2 separate regions of the Mus musculus genome follow, and region 1 is linked to region 2. A link is a contact called in public Hi-C data. All regions are on one chromosome and are shown on one strand. The core of a region is the stretch at or near the end of the contact, and the rest is flanking DNA. Distances in the headings are between cores, read along the strand shown.

Region 1 (4,849 bases), core at 574-3,073, 980 kb before region 2:
CCCACTTCCCCAAGCCCCCGTGTCTGCCCGTTATCAGGTTCCCCCTGAGTCATCCTGACCCAGAGACGGATTTAGATGCTGGAACCTTCCAGTCTCTCCCTCCCCCTCTCTAAGTATGTCTACTTTAGACACATGAAGCCTGCAGGCTGAAGTGCTCAGTCCAGGTTCTCCTGCTTTCTACAAGCCACAGGGGCTGTTGAGAGCTTTCTAAAAATCTTACTCATATGTAGCTCTGCTCTTGAAGTCCAGCAAACTTCTCATTCAGGAGAGCATAAAACCTGCACCTAGGGGCTAGGCAGAAAGCTAGGATGCCAGGTTTCTGTGCCAGTTTCTAGGGCAACTCTTATGAAGGGAGCAGGAGAAAAGAACAGAGGGAAACTTGGGGTTCTGTTTGGGGGATATAGGAAGCTCTTTAGGTCTAGGGTTTTTATTTTTTATTTATTTTTTTCTTTTCTAAAGCTGGGTTTGAGCCTACCCAGGTCTCCTCCTCCTCCCTCTTGGCCTCTCCTCTTTTCCAACAGACCTGCCAAGTGGGGATGAAAGGGGCATTGATGTTCCTTGGGGAGGGGGGTTGTGCGTGGTGAGGGTAGTTCCCAGGCAGGGGGGAGGGCAATCTGGGGGTCTTGGGGGGAGCAGTCTGCTCTGGTGTTGCAGTTGGCAGCTCCGGTTCCATTGGACATTGTTTTCAACTGGCCTGGCGCCCAGCCCCCTAAATGGCAAGTCTGGAACTAGGCTGAAGGGGGATGGGGCAGGGTTGATTCTGGGAGCAGGGGTGCGAGAACGAGGGCAAGTGGGGAAATACAATCTGGTTGCTTAACACAACTTCCAGTCCATCAACCGTTCCACTTCAGCAATCTTTCTTTAAAGAGCACAGGGAGGACGTGTCTCAGATGTGAATCTTGTGGAAGTCTAGGATAGGATGGTAAACCCACCAGGCACCGAGGGTCCAGCCCAGGAGACAGCAGCTCAGGAGGCATCGGCAGCAGGGTACTGCCACTCAGCTTTTCAGAGCTGACCTCGCCCTCCTTTTCGGGGTTGGACTAGGAGGGGTTAGCGCCTCAGCCACAGGGTCTCTTGGGTCTCAGCCCAGGACATCCAGTCCTCCTCAAACCCTTTACTCCACCCTTGCAGAGTTAGCTCCGCCTCCGCGCCTGTTTACACAGGAGTCAGAGCCCTTGGGGGGTCCCCAGCCCCTCCTCTACCCGCCCCCCTCGTTGGGGCCTTGACCCGGGAGTCGCTGTTGGCCATCATCTTTCCCCTCCTTCGTTCATCCTCTATTTATAGCGGCCCCCAGCATTTCCCGGCCCCCCCCCCCCCCAACTCCCTGCTTGTTGTCCAACTTCTCACGGAGCAGTCGGAGAGCAAGCGGCGGGACTCGGCTGAGGAGGTACCAGCACCCCAATTGTTGGGAATTCCTATGCCCTCGACGCCCCGTCTCCAGACACGCTGTCACCACTACCCATACCTGCCCCGAGACCGGGTCTGAGCGGTGGCCCTCGCCCACCTCCCCCTTCCTTGATCTAGCTCTCTGTTTCCGGGCGGGCGGAGCTGAAATCGTGGGACGTAGGCACCTTGGGTTGGTCTCCCCACTTTACCCGTCGCTGCCACTCAATCTGGGGGGCTAGGAAGAGAGCCAAAAGTGAGCCTGGCAGAGCCAGGTCACAGTAGGGGCGCCGTTGATGTGGGCGTGGGGACCATTTGGGGGTTTAAGGGATCCCCCACGCTCACCCCACTTCACACGGCTTAGGGTTTATGGGGAGCACTCAGAGAGCCTATGAGCATCACCTCTGTGTGCTCCCAAGCCGCACCCTCTCGCCCCTCCCCTGGTAGCCCAGGCGAGTTACGGGGCGTGTTTATGGGGGGTCGGGGCGGATCTGCAGGGAGATGGCCCGGGGGCGGGCCCAGGGCGGGTCTGTGGGGAGCCAGAGCTAGGGCGGACCTAAGTCAAAGGCAAGTGAAGGTGGCAGCGACCGCGGCGGCTGCAGCAGGTAGGGGGAGGGGCAAGCGCGCCTCTGGGCTGGCAAGGCGCGGGCCCGGAGGGTGGGCATCGTGGTTCTGGTCTCCTGGCTGTAGTTCGGGGGAAGGGGCTGGCTGAGCGAGGAGCTCCGCTGCTGCGCACAAAGGCAGAAGAGCTGCAAAGTGCAGGGCGTGTTTGGGGCGCTCTTGAGATGATGTACAGGGTCCTGGGCACTACGTGCCCGCCGTGAGAGGGTGTTGGTTCGGACGAGGAACGGCAGCGAGAAGCTCATAGGGGTCAGGTTTCGTGTTCTGGGAGCAGCCAGTCAAGTCCTAACCATCTTTTCCCGGCTGGCACATGGCTGGCAGTCCGGGGAAGTGCGGAGGTTACGGGCAGCCCTATCCCCCCCTCTCCTTTCTCCACCCGACCTACAATTACACTGGGTGGAGGGGAGAGATGAAGGCTTGAAGCTTGTTTGTTTTTAAATGGTGAAGGAAAAGGTCATGCTGTACTACCTACATATCAACTGAGAACCGTCAAAACCGAGTAGTGACTAACTGGACAAGGTCACCTAATAGTGGCACTTGGGTAGGACCCAGAGGTTTTGACACAGTCATGCTCTATCGCCATGTCAGCTCTCTGCTCTCTTCATAGACTACCCAGCCTGGACCTGCTTGTTTTGCCTCGCAGGCCCCTCCAGCTTGTATTGATTGGAACCTAGAGAGGACGTGTTCTCTGGACTCAGGGGAGATTAGAAAGGGTTAGTGACCCTGGAATCCTGGGTCTTGGCTCTGGCCTTATGTCCCTAAAAGACCCAGGTCCGTCTCCCATGTCATTCACCTTGTTCCTGTGTTTTCTCAGACCCTAGAGTCAGGACTAAGAACCCTGACCTCCACGCTCACCGTATCCAACCAATAGGAGCTCAGTAAATTGACCCCACCCACCCCATGCTGCTGGCTTGCTTTCTTTTCTTTTCTTTTTCTTTTTCTTTTTCTTCTTCTTTTTTTTTTTTCAAGTCTGCACAGGTGCTCTGCTGCTCTCTAGATCTACCATTGTTGGTGTGCGCTCATTTGTGTACAAGAGAGAGAGAGAGAGAGAGAGAGAGAGAGAGAGAGAGAGAGAGAGAGAGAGAGAGAGAGAGAGAGATTGATTGGATTGGATATCTAGGTCCCTCTGTTGAGTGCTTGATAGTCACTGCCTCAGTCCTTTTTAGCCCCTCAAGATGCTGACATTGGAGCTATAGTTGAAGGTCATGGTCAGTTGTGAACCCTTACCACTCTAGCCCAGTCAGTGAGGTAGTGTGGGGCGTCCCCTAAAGATAGCTTAAGAAACTGGAGCCACATTGCTTCCCCAGCCTCGGTGTCTCCCTCCAGGGGCGGAGAGGGAGGAGCATTGTGAGGTACGAGGTGAGAATGTTGGGGTTGAGGGGCAGCCGGCAGCCATGGGGCCGGTGGTCTGAAGAGATGTGCTGTCCTGTTTGGTATTGCCCTGGAAGTGGGGCGGGGGAGCCAGAAAAGCTCTCCGTGTGTCTTGGCGTTTTCAGCTCTGGTGTTGCTCTGCACCTTGCATTGCATTGCATTGGACTGAGAGTACAGAGGCTAAGCTGCCTCCCTCCAGGGCTTATTGTTTTGTTTTGTTGTTTTTGAGACAGGGTTTCTCTGTGTAGCCCTGGCTGTCCTGCAGCTCTCTCTGTAGACCAGGCTGGCCTCAAATTCAAGAGATCCGCCTGCCTCTGCCTCCTTAGTATTGGGATCAAAGGTGTGCGCCACCACTGCCTGACTGGTTTACTGTTTTTGTATCCTGCCAGGCCACCATGGCAGAACTTCAGGAGGTGCAGATCACCGAGGAGAAGCCGCTGTTGCCAGGACAAACACCCGAGACTGCCAAGGTTTACAGAGACTCTCTGACTTCCCTGCCTCGGTCCCATGCTCTGAACATCCCCCCTTGCCTCCCCACCTCCCCAGGCCCGTGGCTCTCATTCTAATGCACGCCCCTCTCCACCCATCTCCTCCCATCTCTCGGCCTAGACACTGTACAAGGGAGCCCGCCAGACCTCGTCCCGTCACTACACTAACCTTCATCCTCTCCTGTCTTGTTTTTTGTCCCTCTTTCTGTATTTGGTGTCTGTTGGTCTCTCTTTACCTACCTTTTTGTGTCCGTCTCTCCATTTGCTGTCTGTCTCTGTCCGTGTGTGTCTGTGTGTGTCTGTGTGTCGTGTCTCTCCAGGAGGCCGAGTTAGCTGCCCGCATCCTCCTGGACCAGGGACAGGTAACCATGGGGGGCTGTGCTAGGGTGGGAGGAGAAGCTCTTCTGTCCCCCAACTGAGAGGGCCCCAATCTGGCCCTCTGCATCCCTCCCATTTATCCTCTCTTCCCTCCTTTTTTCTATTTGAATTCCTTAATCTCTGGTCTTTCATGATTTTTCTACCCTCAGATCCAATTCCACCGTCATATTTCCCTAAAGACCCATTAATCCTGTTTTCAACAGATGGTTCACTTATTTTTGCCTTTCCCTCTTTGAAGAACTCTCAGTATATTTCTCCCCTGATGGTAAGCTCTTTTCTTACAGACTCACTCTGTGGAGACACCTTATGGCTCGGTCACTTTTACTGTGTATGGCACCCCCAAACCCAAACGCCCGGCGATATTCACCTACCATGATGTAGGCCTCAACTGTAAGACCTTCATTTCTTCTCCTGCCTCTTTCTGGGAAGAGCCATGGGAGGAGAAAGCCCAATGTGTGTGTGTTTGGGGGAGAGGGGCATAGTCAGTATGGTCAGACCGGGAGCCCAGTGGTGGCACATCAGAGAGAGATTCTCCTCTAGTGTGGTGGCATCAGAGCAAGAGGGTGGGTTCTGACGAGCGGATGCTTTTTCCTTCTGATTTTGTGGTT
Region 2 (4,853 bases), core at 1,571-4,070:
AAATTATCATGTACTTCCTTCAATACCTCACATACTTGTCAGAAAATATCCAATCTAGTGGCTAACATTTACTTTCATTTGATTTCTAGTCTACACCCTGTATTTGATCTGTAACAAAAACATCACCTAGAGGCCAAATGACAAATGAATAAATGAATGAACAGTAGATAAATACATAAACCATTTATTCTCTCTCTCTCTCACACACACACAAACTCATTTATTCTACTTTGACCCTTCAGAGTATAAAATGGGTTCTTTCCTCCCTACATTGTTTTGGTGGCAGGAATGCATACTAGGATTGAAATCCCGGGCATAATGTGTGCTAGGCAAGTGCTTCACCACTGAAATATGTCCCCAGTTCTACTTTTAACTTTTTTTGTATAGCTAGAACCGGATATAAGTTATCATAAAACACAACTTTAGTGAAGATGGAGGTATCGTATCACAAAAGGATAGATTTGGGGGGCTATATATAGCAAGGGCCCAAATAGCGAAACCTAACCTAATTGAGAGTCTATAGCAGAAATCAGCAAGAACAGCAAACTGGCCTGTTGTCTGCAGAGCTGTGACTCATTTTTTAAGTATGTGCTGGGGAGTGTTGGGGTTGTTGAAGACAAGTCTGATGGTAGAAACTAATCTGAAAAAAAAAAAAAACCTGTGTCTAAAACTATCAGAACCTAGAATCAGGCATGGTGTCTCAGGCCTTTGAGGAGAGGTGGGACTTGCCAAGAATTTAAGACCAGCCTAGTTCAAGGATGAGACCCTATTTAAAAAAAAAAAAAATCAAACCAAAACAAAAAAGCCTCCATTTACAATTTCTTTGCTGAAGACAAAAATTAAGCAAAGTCTAAAGACGTTCATCTACCAAATATGACAAAACTATCTTTGGATTTGAGTCACTAGCTGAATCAATAAACACATGTGTATATATCTGACAGGTCAGTATACATCAATTGAGTAAAATGATGCACTTCCCTTCCATCGGTGGAGAGAGACACTAATAAAAGATAATTTTCATTTCAGCAATGGAGGTATTTAGATCAGTTGTGGATCACTGTAGTGGCCTCCATCTGCTCTGAGGAAAGGCTGCTTCTTTAATGGTGTATTTGAGAGAGAGAGAGAGTGTGTGTGTGTGTGAGGGGGGGGAGCAGGCAGACGTGTGGATACATATATATAGGTATTTATTTAGAATGCTGTTCAGAATTTTAGTGTTTTAGGAGGGCAGCAGCAGTGGGTTTTCTCCTAGGGCCCATGACGTCACCAGCCACAGTAGTTGACAAGGTTGACAGAAGCACACCATCCCAGGCCTAAAGTCCAGCAGGTTACCCTTGAGATGAAGTGCCACACTATTGAACCCACTCTTGCTGGGCTGGCCATTGTGATTTGTAGGGGGTTTTAGTTGCTTTTCTCCCATGGCAGCTTCCGTAGACAGCACTTGCACACATGCTTTGAGAGGGGCTTTCAGGTTGGTTCCAACCTTAACCCTTGTAGAGACACTTGTAGAATTAATTATAATTTTACAGCTATGCTTAGAGGCAAATGCCTGTATTCTCAATTACCCGGGAGGTTTGCGAAGAATCACCAAATTCCAAGCCAGGATCTTGTCTCAAAACTAAAGACTGTGGATGTAGCAGTGGTAGTACAGCACATTTTCAGAATTAAAAAAAAATTATTATTATTATCTTTTTTAGGCGCTGAAAGGGAACCTAGGGCTTCCAGCATGGTTACCATTAAGTTCACCAGATAGCATCACCATAACCATCCTACAGGAACAGTCTCTCATTTCCGTTTGTGAGTCAAATCGGACTCAAACTCATGATCCTCTTGCTTTAGCCAGCCTCAGACTCAGCATGCGCACTAGGCTTTTAGACAGTCTTCATATAGCTCAGGCTGGTCTCAAACTCTTAGCCAAACCCGAATGTCTGATCCTCCTGTCTCCATCTTCCATAGTCTGGGATTACAGCCCTACACTGTGACCTTCTGTTTTTTTAACTTTGGACGTTTTTATTTTATATATATGTGTGTGTGCCCACGCACTTAAGCCACGTGTATGTAGCTGCCGGGTGCACAATCTCCAGGAGGTAGAGTTACAGGTAGCATCGGCCCTAGGACTCAAACTAGGCTCCTTTGAAAGAGCAGAAAGTTCCCTTAACCGCTAACGCATCTTCCCAGTGCCCCGCCCTCTTGTATTCTGATCCTCCTTGTGTAGTTCAGTGTTTCTCTCCGCTACCCTGGAATTCCCTTTCCTAACTCATCTCCCCAAGTGTTGCATTTACAGGCATACGCAACCACATCACCACTACTCGGGGGCCTTGTGCCAAGTCAGACAAGCGTGCTAAGCCCTCAAGCTCCCGGTGGCTTTTCGATTCTTGTCCAGGTTTTAGGGCGGTTCCCGCGGCCCAGGATACCAGCCCTGCCAGCCAGAAGGCAGCCGCCCTCACGTTCTGGCGCTAAATTTGGGCCAATAGGGTTACGTCCCACGGGAGACTTGGGCCCAATGAGGAGCGACTCACGCGACAGGCTGCGCACGTGACGCGTGCGGGGCAGCCGCCCACCTGGGCCGGAGGTAGCGCGACCGCCCCACTTCCAATCGCTCGCACAACTTCGAGTCACGTGCAGTGTTTACGGACTCAGCAGCTACGGGAAGACCATGTGACAGTGACGTGACACGTCTCTCTCCAATGGAGAAGGGACGCTCCCTTACAAACCGGGAACTGTTTCAGGTCCACGAATGACAGCGCAGAGGGGCGGGGCCAGCCTGTCACGTGAGCGGGGCGGCACTGGCTGCGGGCGAACGCGGCGCGCAGGCGCCTTAGGGACCCGGTAGCGACGGCGGCGGCGGCGGTGGCAGCGGCGGCGGGAGCTGGTCGCTGACCGAGCGGGAGTCGCCATGGCGGCAGACGGAGAGCGCTCCCCGCTGCTCTCCGAGGCCGGCGATGGCGGCGCTGGTGGCAACGGCTTAGCGGGCCCGGGCGGGAGCGCGACCGGGCCCGGTGGAGGCCTGACGCCCTCCGCACCTCCGTACGGAGCCGGTAAACATGCCCCGCCCCAGGGTAAGCCGGAGGTCTGAGGTGCACGCAGGCCTAGGGGCGGATCGGGTCAGGGGGCGGAGCCTGCTTCCGCGCCAGGTGTGGCCCCGTGGCACCTGTCACGGGGCGAGGCATCCTCGGTCCGCAATCACTGCCTAAGCCTGGCCTGAAAGCGGGTTTTGAGGAAACTGATCTGAGCGCTTTTTTTGTGAGCAGCGGATCGAGCTTACTCAGAGGGTTCCCCACGTCCGTGGAGCATCCGTGGGAAGTGTTCGAATGATGATTTTGGGTTTATCTGCTTCCTCTTCGTAGCATTTCCCCCGTTCCCTGAGGGACATCCAGCCGTGTTGCCTGGAGAGGACCCACCCCCCTACTCACCCTTGACTAGCCCGGATAGTGGGAGTGCCCCCATGATTACCTGTCGCGTCTGTCAGTCTCCGATCAACGTGGAAGGCAAGATGCATCAGCATGTAGTCAAATGTGGTGTCTGCAACGAAGCCACTGTGAGTTATAACTATCTGCAGAATGGGCCTTGTTTCCTGGATCCTCTTTCTGGTTCAACACCCTGTTCATGAAACTTTCAGTTCCTGCATCTTGCAGCAGCCATTTCTTTAGAAGCCACTCACTAAAAATAACGTTCACCAAGCTCTCACTTTTTGATCTTTCCTGGACCTGAAGTGTAGTTCTCACTGGCAGTTGTTGCAGTTGCTTTTGATTTTTGTATTTTGGGGTTCTCTGCTTTTCTGAGACGATCTCACAATGACCCGGGTTCCCATCAGACTCTGCAATCTTCCTGCCCCAGTCTCACAGGCACACTCTACTCTGCTGGCAACATTTGTATATCTCAAATGTCTGATTCTCTTTCTCAGTAATGTCCTTGCAGAGGACTGGGATAATGGGCTTCTCTGCTGAAATGCCCATTGTTCCTTTATTCATTGTTCTCTAGCCCATCAAGAATGCACCTCCAGGAAAGAAGTATGTCCGATGCCCCTGTAATTGTCTCCTTATCTGCAAAGTGACTTCTCAGCGGATTGCCTGCCCTCGGCCCTACTGGTAAGAGACCTAAGAAGAGAAGGCCATATGTAAGGAAAGTTGTAAAGCAATAGGGAAACAAACAAACAAAAAAACAAACAAAAATCTAGAGCTGGGCAAGGTGGTGCATGCCTGTGTTCAATCCCAGCACCTGAGAAGTGGAGGCAGGAAGGCCTGTGTAGTAGCACCTTGAATGTCTAGTCATCCTGCCTACACCTCCTAAGTGCTGGGATGCAGTGTGTCATCAGATCCAAATAGAACTAAGAATTTTAAAAACATACTTTTCCCCCTGTATAGCAAAAGAATCATCAACCTAGGGCCTGTGCATCCAGGACCTCTGAGTCCAGAGCCACAGCCAATGGGTGTCAGGGTCATCTGTGGACATTGCAAGAACACGTTTCTGGTGAGGAGGGATATTGGGAAACCCTGGAGGAGGCAAGTACTAGGAATAGTAGTAAATCCTGAAAAGAATTTCCTCCTCCCCCCTGCTTTCGGGTTCTCATGGAGGAGAGCCTTCTTTCTATGGCTGTTCTTCTTTTTCCATAGTGGACAGAATTCACAGACCGAACCTTGGCACGATGCCCTCACTGCAGAAAAGTGTAAGTGGTTAGGGATTGTACTGGTGACTGGGTGGTGGGTGGCATAAAATCAACAGGGCTATTCCAAATATCAGTTTCTATTGGCTCCCCACAGGTCATCTATTGGGAGACGATATCCTAGGAAGAGATGTATTTGCTGCTTCTTGCTTGGTTTACTCTTGGCAGTCACTGCCACTGGCCTTGCTGTGAG

Evidence for each region. Hi-C and Micro-C count contacts between places; a contact is called where the count stands out from the background.
Region 1: a Hi-C map of uterus shows a contact between it and region 2. The contact joins the promoter of Ndrg2 here to the promoter of Pip4p1 in region 2. A contact is called at or near these places in 1 of 39 promoter capture datasets (hippocampal neurons), 1 of 484 Hi-C or Micro-C datasets (uterus) and 2 of 115 datasets of contacts at active chromatin or transcription factors (both in embryonic stem cells).

What each region holds. Positions count from the first base shown.
Region 1 is chr14:51,910,462-51,915,310 of GRCm38.p6, reverse strand. It overlaps Ndrg2 (N-myc downstream regulated gene 2), which reads left to right and starts at 1,823. Exons shown (of 15, transcript NM_001145959.1): 1 at 1,823-1,988; 2 at 3,765-3,845; 3 at 4,526-4,631. The coding sequence starts at 3,771.
Region 2 is chr14:50,928,816-50,933,668 of GRCm38.p6, reverse strand. It overlaps Pip4p1 (phosphatidylinositol-4,5-bisphosphate 4-phosphatase 1), which reads left to right and starts at 2,820. Exons shown (of 7, transcript NM_001033271.5): 1 at 2,820-3,056; 2 at 3,345-3,535; 3 at 3,979-4,085; 4 at 4,362-4,467; 5 at 4,611-4,663; 6 at 4,758-4,848. The coding sequence starts at 2,894.